Regions from separate parts of the Sus scrofa genome. Here region 1 is linked to region 2. A link is a contact called in public Hi-C data. All regions are on one chromosome and are shown on one strand. The core of a region is the stretch at or near the end of the contact, and the rest is flanking DNA. Distances in the headings are between cores, read along the strand shown. Region 1 overlaps LOC110260790 (a long non-coding RNA gene). Region 2 overlaps CFAP54 (cilia- and flagella-associated protein 54).

What was found. Hi-C and Micro-C count contacts between places; a contact is called where the count stands out from the background.
Region 1: a Hi-C map of alveolar macrophages shows a contact between it and region 2, with 5 times the contacts expected there. A contact is called at or near these places in 19 of 47 Hi-C or Micro-C datasets (alveolar macrophages, brain, embryonic fibroblasts and 13 more) and 2 of 2 datasets of targeted methods (alveolar macrophages and skeletal muscle).

The regions. Positions count from the first base shown.
Region 1 is chr5:87,464,532-87,469,630 of Sscrofa11.1, reverse strand. The region is part of intron 2 of LOC110260790 (a long non-coding RNA gene); the gene reads left to right. Among named protein-coding and RNA genes, the nearest start is that of TRNAD-GUC, 19 kb to the left of the region's middle.
Region 2 is chr5:87,080,116-87,084,835 of Sscrofa11.1, reverse strand. CFAP54 (cilia- and flagella-associated protein 54) reads left to right here. Exons shown (of 68, transcript XM_021092730.1): 4 at 1-109; 5 at 4,051-4,109. Among named protein-coding and RNA genes, the nearest start is that of CFAP54, 20 kb to the left of the region's middle.

The DNA of each region.
Region 1 (5,099 bases), core at 1,926-4,425, 380 kb before region 2:
TTTCTGTTCTGTAGACAGTTCATTGGTGTCAGTTGAGATTCCACATGTAAGTGATGTCCCATGGTACTTGTCTTTCTCTCCCTGAGTTACTTCACTTAGTATAATCTCTAGCTGCATCCATGTTGCTACAAATGGCATTATTTTGTTCTTTTTTATGGCTGAGTAGTATTCCCGTGTGTGTGTGTGTGTGTGTGTGTGTGTTATATACATGTATATACACACCACGTTCTCTTTATCCATTCATCTGTCAGTGGACATTTAGGTTGTTTTCATGTCTTGGCTGTTGTGAATAGTGCTCAGAACCTGGCTTTTAACCAGACTTTTTGCCTGCTGCAAAAAATATGGATACACAGTTCATTCTTTTTTGGGGACGGCATAGGCCATTCTTGCTACACTGCTGGGATCCCCGCCTCCTACTCCCACCCCTTCCCCTGTGAACTCCTGTTCTTTTTGCAAGAATCAACTCAGGTTCACCCTCTGCGATGAAGCCTTCTTTGACCTGCATACCGATTGAGGCACCTGTTTCTCCATGTTCTCAGTATGTCTTGCTTATACCTTTGAGATAGTTGCTGTTTTTGTCTGCTTCAAGTGCCCCTTCTCTGGCACAGTTCTGTGACCCACCTCTCCTCCATTTCAGGAGTAGCCTGTGGTCTGAGTCTAGCCAGTAGCACTAAGGAACCACTGCTCAGAGGTGACCAGGTGAGTCAGGTCTGTCTGGTCAGAGGGAACCCTGGGACATGACATGGCCTCCTGGGGAGAGACACATGTTCCCACTGTTAAGCTTCAGGCTGCCAGAAGCCTTCCTGTCATCACACTGTGCCTGAGAATGATGCCAGAATTAAGAGAGCAAAGGAGTTCCCTAGTGGCCTAGTGGGTTAAGGGTCCGGCATTGTCACTGCTGTGGTCAAGTTCAAACTCTGGCCTAGGAACGTCTAGGAACTTCTGCTAGAAAGGAGTGAGTGGGAGTCTACTGGTGATATCGTTTGAGCCTCTGGATCATGCCCCACCTCAATGCAAGATAGACTCTTAGACTTCATGAGCCAATGTGTTCCCTTCTTTAGTGTAAGCCAGTTGGAATGTTCCATCATTTGCCACTAAAGGAATACTAACCAGCAAATACATTCCTCTACATGTCTCTATGTCTATATCTATTTCGTTACATTGCTGTGTCTCCCTACTTGACCCCAGTAGTTCAAGGGCAGTAGATGCTCAGTAGGTATTTGTTGAATGCACATGTTTTGGAGGAGACTGAGCCTAGAGCAGGCACGTCTTTAGGGAGACTAATGGACCTGATGCAAGGTGTGACCCAGGGACTCAGACTGGGGTGGATTGAAAGGGAAAAAACAGATACCAGACACGGAACTAGTGAGGCGGTGACACAGGGTGGGATAGGACAGTAGTTAGCTCAGGTGCTACCCCACTCGGTGTGTTTATATCTGCGCTGTTTTAGTAAACTTCTTTCTGGCCTAAATTAAAATTTAATTTTACCAGCCTGTCTAAATCACCTATCGCTGCCAGTTTATTGTAAGTGGGGAAATTAAGGAGAATCAGAGGCTCAAGTGTAAGAAAATAAACATTTCACACACACACACACACACACAAAAAGGAACTCTTACTCAGCAGACACATAAGGGCAGGTCCAGGAGCTCAGAAGCATAGACACTGGGCAGCTCCCAAACAGTTTGAATGGAGCAGCACCTATGAGCAAAGGCCCCGAGCGAAATGCAGACTGGGAGGTGCGGTTGCTCTTGCTTCTCTGCCCACCAGCCAAGCAGGCAGACACCCCGAAGGAGCCCCGATAGGCAGCTCCAGGCCCCCGTGGAAGGGGGTGGGGGCGAGACCCCTCGTGCTCCCATCCCAGCACCTGGAAAAGAACCTCTTCTCTTTCAGCCCAACCCTGGGACAGGTGACAGGTGACAGAAGGAGAGGCGCTGTCTGTTTTTCTTTGGGATTACTGCCCTTCTGCTCACCAGCTTTGTCACTGGTGTGCAGAGTCCCCGCTGTAAGAAGGTCTCTTGTGACCCACGCCCAGATCAGCCATGGGGAGGACTCGACTCTTCAGCATGAGGGGTCTCCCGCAGAACGGCCCCATGGAACTTTCTGCGGTGGGGGAAATGTCCTATATTTATGTAGTCTGTTATGGCAGCGTCAGCGACATGTGGGGATGGAGCCATTGAGACGGGACGAGTGCAACTGAGGAACTGAATTTGTGATTCAATCTAATATAATTCGTTACAATTAAATTTTAAGCAGTGACTGGTGTCTGCCCTCTCGCTTCTCTCTCTCTCCCTTCTCCTGCTCTGCCTTCTGCTTATCTCCCGTCTATCCCTCTCCCTTTTGCTAAGATAGCTCCTATGGAATGTGGACTTTCTATGTGTTAAAACCCTTCTAGTCTGGGCCAGTGTCCTAAGCCAGTGAGTCAGTTGAATGTGGCTTCTTTTAGTGAAGAGGAAGATCCTTGATGGTGAATCAAAAATAGAATCGGGAGTTCCCCTCTGGTGCAGCAGAAATGAATCCGACTAGGAACCATGAGGTTGTGGGTTCGATCCCTGGCCTCGCTCAGTGGGTTAAGGATCCCGTGTTGCCGTGAGCTGTGGTGTAGGTTGCAGATGCGCTCAGATGTCCCATTGCTGAGGCTCTGGTGGACGCTGGCAGCTACAGCTCCAGTTAGACCCCTAGCCTGGCAATATGCCACAGGTGCGGCCCTAAAAAGACAAAAGACCAAAAAAAAAAAAAAAAAAAAAAGAATCGATAAAGAATAAAACAATATGCCCACATTTTAAATATTAGTATTTTACACAATTCCTTCAAACTGGTTATCTCTTATTAATAAGAAACTGTAAGGGCAGAGAACATGTCTATAAAGAGTTCTGGAGCCAGAGTGCCCGGTTCAAGGATGCCCGTCTCTCACTTATTAGCTGTGGGCTCTTGGGCACGTTATTGAATTTCTCAGTATTTCAGTTTTCTCCTCTTTAATACAGAGATAATAATACCCAGAGGGTTGTGGCGTAAAGCATAACTCACTGTTTTATGTAAAGCAGTGAGACAGAGCTTGGCACATAGTAGGTATTAATCAGGGTTTGATAATATTCCCTTTGCTGGTCACCCTTCCCTGCACAGGGCAGCCGCTCAAGAGATGTTTGCTGAATGCATGCGCGGCTGCATTAAGTGTGTTGCCACCAGGTGGCGGTAGCGCCTCACTTATAAGGCCTGAACCACCCCCACCCCCCCCCCCAGGGACTGTGCTTTCTTTGAAACGCCCTCCCGAGGTCTCAGGTGCACAGCGTGGAGAAAAGAACTGAACTTCTTCTGCCTCCAGGCCCGCCTTTTTCTCTCATCTCTGCTTTCTTTCTACTGTGATGAACCTTTTCGCTTTTCCCCACTGGATTCCTCTGCTCAGGCTGTCATAACAAAAGACTGGGTGGCTGAAGTGACAGACATCTATTTTCTCACAGCTCTAGAGGCTGGAAGTTCAAGATCAAGGTGTCTCCAGGGCGGGTTTCTGGTGGGGCCTCTCTTGGCTTATGCCCAGCCGCCTTCTCACTGCATCGGCCCCTTCTCTGTGCCTGCGTGGGAAGAGAGACTTTGGTGTCACTTCCTCTTCTTATAAAGTCACCAGTCATGTTAGATTTGGGCCCCACTCTTATAACCCGATTTAACCTGAATTACCTCCCTAAGGGCCCTAAGCTCCATCTACAGTCACACTGGGGTTAGGCCATCAACATATGAATTTGGGGGGGAACACAATTTAGTTGATGATATCACATTTATTTCTAATCTCTATTCTCATACTTCTTATCAGTGTGGCTTTTCTTTCTTATTTCCTGCCATCCCCTCCACCCCACACTCCCCCACCTCTGGCCCCCAACCAGTCCCTCAACCTTTATATGGCTTTTCTAGGGCAGGTTGTAAGCTGAACAACTCTAGAGGGTACCATTCACATCATACTCAGCCTACGTTCATATGGTCCCGCCACGTTGAGACAGGAGGCGGTAGCGTGTCTTGAGGAAGGGGAGTCTTTTTCTAATTCACACCAAGTGCTGGCCCCTCTCATTTCCCTCCATTGTCCTCCTTTCCTCCTCCCATCATTTTCTGCCTTTGGCGTCTCTCCTTCCTTTCTCTCCTCTCCAGGCTGAACCTGCTCCGTGTTCATAAGGAGATGATGCAATTCATTATGCCACGCCTTTGTCCAGAGCCTCAGGGGAGCCAGGCTCGGTGTGAGGGCCAGGCAGTGTGCCCTATCCCTGTATCGTTAGCCCAGCCAGTCCTTCCTCATCCAGGAGGCCAGCACCCAGTGGAGTGAGCCTCCAATGTCCCCGGATCATTCGTGGTCACACTTCCCTTGGCACCTACTTTATGACCCAGCATGGAGCGGAAGCTGGGAGGCACACAGTGTCATGATATAAACTCACATTTACTGGACACCTGCTCTGCACTAACACAGTGCTACTCGCTCTCTGGGGTTACATTTAATCATCAAAACCACGCTCTCCTTTTGTAGAAGCGAGAACTAAACTGCAGAGAAGGTGGCAGAGACTCCTCAGGGTTCCTCATTGACAGGTCTCTTCCTGTCTTTAAATAACAGCCTATGAATTTGGGCTGGATCCAGAGCTGCCCGAGCCTCCCCGGCCGTTTGATGTGGCCGTGTGACTGAATCCTGGTCTGGTGGATATGAGCAGAAATGACATTTGCAAGTTCAGGGTTCCACTCTTTTTTTACTATTTAATTTTTATTGTATATTGGAGTAGGGCAATTTTACAGCAGTCTTAGTTTCAGGTGTATAGCAAGGTGAATCGGATATGCATGTATATATCTTCTATCTTTTCAGCTTCTTTTCCAACATAGGTTCCCTATATAGAGTTGAGTTCCCTGTGCTATCTAGTAGATCCTTGTTGGTTATCTATTTTATATGCGGTCGTATGTATATATGAATCCCAAATATCTAATTTATCTCTCCTCTCAATTTTCCCCTTTGGTAACTATAGTTTGATTTATTTTGTGAGGTTTTTTTTTCTGTTTTGTAAATAAGTTCATTTGTTTCATTTTAAAAATAGATTTCATATGAAAGCGATATCACAAAAAATAGCATATGATATTCG
Region 2 (4,720 bases), core at 1,281-3,780:
CTGCAGAATAGAGAATCTGTGATCCATTGTCTGCACATCTTGTCCTCCTTGAGACTCATCATGCAGGCGGCTTTGCCACAGGAGCACCTTTGCTGGATTATCTTCAATGGTATTTATCATTGTGTTGGATGTTTCATTGTGTCCTTCAGAAAGTTATTTAAATGACAAGTTTGTCAGTGCCTTGATTACCTTGTGACTTAAAACATGTTCATGTCATAATAAGACAGACGTGACTTTTTAAAACATTTTTATTCCATTTTAGTTTGTCCTCATGAGCAGGGACTTAGAGAGCTTGTCTTTGGGTTTTATGCCCAAGGAAGGGTTAGAGGCTGTTCGGATAATCAGATTCACAAAAGTACAAAATAGGGGCCACAATTAGTAAATAAATATACGTGGAAAGGGATGGAAAGACCCCTGCAGGTTAGATTGTTTTTCTAAGCATCATCCATTTATGGGCCGTTTCCCTGAATACTAGGGCTTTCTACATATCAGCTTTCTCCTCTTACCTGTTTTTGAGTGAGGAGATCTGAGAATGTGCATGTGTGTGTGTGTGTGTGTGTGTATAGCGAATTTATATACACATATACACATACACATCTATATATTGTATAGATAAAAATATATACCGATATATGCATTGTATAAGTCTCATGAAATGAATCTTATCAAAATGTAGCATTCGATTTCCCTTTTAAGAGTTACAATTTAAAGTCAACCAAAATTCTCTTTAAAATTACAGCTTGAAGTTATAATTCTCTGGATAACATATTCTTGAAAGAAAAATAATGACAGTGTGTTCCGTGTGCATACAACCAGGACAAAATAACTTGAAAGAAAGCATATTGGATCCTTTCTCGTCTGTGGCAGCTGACAGTACATTGCCTTTTTCTCCCTCACGCTCCCCAAGTCATATTTTTGACATTTTGATTGTAATTAGACCTTACATTTGCTCCCAGAGATGAGGCTGACTTTGGAAGAAATCTTTCAGTCCAGTGATGGTTAAGCTTTTGTGGCTCATCATCCTCAAAGTTGCCCAGCCATCTCTTCACCTGAACTGCTCACACCTCTTGGCAGGGACGAGCAGGAGCAGAGCATCTGTGCTCAGGGAGGAGTGATAGGCCCGAGGGTTCGGCCCTTGGGTCAGGCTTTGCTTGGACTGTGGAAACGATGCAGCGTGACTCTCTGACTGATATCCTCTTAAGATCACACACAAAACCTCCCACTGTTATTATTAGTTTTTAAAAAAGGTTGAACAGTGTCTGCATCTTGTACATCCTTTTTCTGGCATGTGCTTTGCTTTTTTTTTTTTTTTCAAATACATACGGCATCATGTTCTAGATTTTATTTTGGTTCCTAAATAGTTTTCTGCTCAACATTGTGGTTTTAGACTCGAGCCATGTTCCCATATATAAATTTAGTTCATTAACTCTGCCTGCTGAATTGTATTCCAGATGCCCATACACACATAGGAATGGGCACCCGGTTTGCCCTACCTCTCTAATTGCACAAATGATTCTGCAGTGAACATCCTTGCCTGAGTCCTTTTATAGACCTGTGTGAGAGTTTTCTGGGAATTATGCCCAGGAGTGAAATTGCTGGATTGTGGGAGACACATATCCTTAGTTTCACTAACTACTGTCCCTGTTTTAATTAATTCATCTCAAGCTTATTAAATGCCAGGCATTGTTCTAGATGCTTAGGGACACAGGAGTAGGTGATAGACAAAAGCCCCGTTCTCATGCTTACATAATGCTTCAGAGAGATGACAAATCAAAAATAAATGGCGTGTCATGGTGCTGAGTGCTGTGGCGGAGAAGAAAGCTGAGAAGGGTTAGGGAGAGCATAGGCACGGCCGCAGCCAGCTGGGGCCAGGCTGCAATTCAATGCAGAATGCTCAGGGAAGGCCTCACCCCAGATGACGTTTGAGTAAATACCTGACTGAGACATCTGGATATTTGCGGAAAGGGCATTCCACCTGGGAGATTAGCAAGTGCAAAGGCTTCGTCGTTTTAAAACTTTGGAATTTAATCATGAGAAAATAAATTGACCTGCAGTCAATTTCTCAAAATACATTTGACCTTTCCAGTTAGACATTTACACTCTTTACTTCTAACTGACTACTGTGCATACACAGCCTTGGTGTCTTCAGAGATTTTAACTCATCTTCGTTCTTTCACAACATCTAATTGGGAGAATGAGTACTGGGTAACACCTGACTTCTCAACTAAACTGAACTCATTTTAACCCTCCAGTAGTCAGATTATTTTAATGGTAGCCATCCTCGATGAAAAGGAATCATATGACAAAGAGGCAAACTCGTATTAGGCTTATGGTTAAAAATCAAACTTCCAAAGATATGCTGAGATTGTAAAAATTCAGTCTGTGCTCCATTTGAGCCATTTACTCTCTCTCTTGGGCTTCTGCAGTGGATCTGTGAGCCCTGCCAAGATCCTGAGGGGTTCAGTTAGAGTCAGAATGCGCTAGGGCTGCAAAGGTTAAGGGCACATCTTCGAAATACAAAGGGCCCTTGTTATTCTTGAGGGCTGTCTCCTGGGGCCTTCTGAAATTTCCTCATTCCCTTTGCTGAATGTTTGTCTGGGCTCCTGGCTTATGCCCGAATCATGTGTTTTGTGGAGAGTCATATGTTTCCTATGCATATCCTTACTTGGTGATTTTTTTTTTTTTCTCTTCTGAGAAACAAACAGTTGGGTCAACAAAACCAAGCTGTGATAAGAATGCTGAGTGTGAGCTCTTACTAGTGGAGTGGTTTTTTTATCCCTGTGGATCTTACATGAGATAAATAACTATGTCACGGGAGCAGGCACACTGAGAATGCTGTTTCGGAATGCTAAGAACTTGTTGCATTCTCTGTGAAGTTTATGGTACTAGAAGTGTTTAAGATTTTGTCCAATATATCTTTGTGTCACTTTTTTGTGTAATGTTTACTGTGCTTACAGGTGTTTTTTTTTTTGTTTGTTTGTTTTGTCTTTTTTAGGGCTGCACCTGTGGCATATGGAAGGTCCCAGGCTAGGGGTCCAATGTGAGCTACAGCTGCCAGCCTGCACCACAGCCACAACAACATGGGATCTGAGCCACGTCTGCGACCTACACCACAGCACACGGCAACACCGGATCCTTCACCCACTGAGCGAGGCTGGGGATTGAAGCCACATTCTCGTGGTTACTAGTCAGATTCATTTCCACAGTGCCACAGTGGGAACTCCTGCAGGTGTATTTTAATCAAGGGGTGTGTGTTTTAGAGCAGATACTGTTTTCTTAGAAGCTTTTAAAGTTTTAACATGGACGTAGGATTTCAAATTGTTGGATTTTGGTGGTTATGAATTTTAGATCAGCTATTTCATAGAAAACATTTAGATTGCTTTCATTTTAGTTACATGCCTTTTTGAAGCATGGAATACTGTCTTTTAGGTTATTTTGTAATGTCCTTTGTATATGGAGAAATGAATGGTACTGTCATTCCCCACTCATCCTCCAAATGCTGCCATGAAATGAGTCTTCTATCTTCATTTAATTAGCAGTTTTATTAAAAAAAATCGCACTTGAATGATCTTAAATAGGAGTTGAAAATGGCATTTTCATTAGAGTACTTAAAGGACATACCTTAATGATGGGATAAATATTATATGACACAGTGAATGAATACAATGCAACCTATTATGCATTATGATTTTTAAATTATGAGTTTCCTTGTGCCATCTGATTAAATATGTATTCTAATCTTATTGGGAGATAAATCTTCAGTTTTTCAGCTGTGAGGGAACCAATATCATTTTATGTGAATTAATAAAACCATAAGGTACATAAATTATGTGACTGAAATATTCTTTTGTTTAGCATATTTCAAAACTTAAACTGCCAGTGATTTGGCTACAAGTTACAAAAAATTTGTAATGATTAAACGTCTCCAGCCACTATCATGTATTTTCAGGTGATCACTTGTTTTGGGAAACACCAGCTTAAACTATAGAAATTGAAAGGTAAAATTCCACCATCTGACTGCAAAACATGTGAATGTTTTTCTCCATCCAGGTACCATTTACATTTACACCATTTGCAGAAAGCTGATGATCATAGGTCACTCTTCCAAGGTATGAAATTTACTGACAAAATATCTTCTTATGTAATTCCTCTTTTTTTAAGACTTGTTAGAATTGAATGCTAAGTAAAGAAAATTTAGTGAATTATGTAAAAAAAAATTAGGGAATAAATAGATATATATATTACATAGGTTTACTGTTCTTAGTTTTACTTTAACATGACCATACGTAAAAATGCAGACCATAAAGTATTAATGAAAAGAAAGACTTTCTAAAATTGATAGGTATTTCTCCCTTGTCCCTTGGTCTCCCACAGGGACATTGTCATAACTTGTCAATATGATACTGACCCCTCATCTGGCAGCTATACCTCTAGGTAGGGTGTCCATCCATTCTGGCTTGCCCAGGACAGTCCTTGTTTATGCCTTTTGTCCTGGCATGATTATTGGTGCCCACTTTCACCCTTCAGTGTGTCCTGGCTTGGATGATCACCAGTGGTTAGCCTCTCTATGTCATGCTCTGGAGCTTGGACTGCATTTTGTTGGAAGAGCTTGGACTATGCTTATGGCTCAGATACTAATTGGATAAATAAACACCTAAACTATGTCCCAGTCATGAGCCGACTTTATTTGCTAGTAAGATGCTCACTGCTCCGTTTTAGC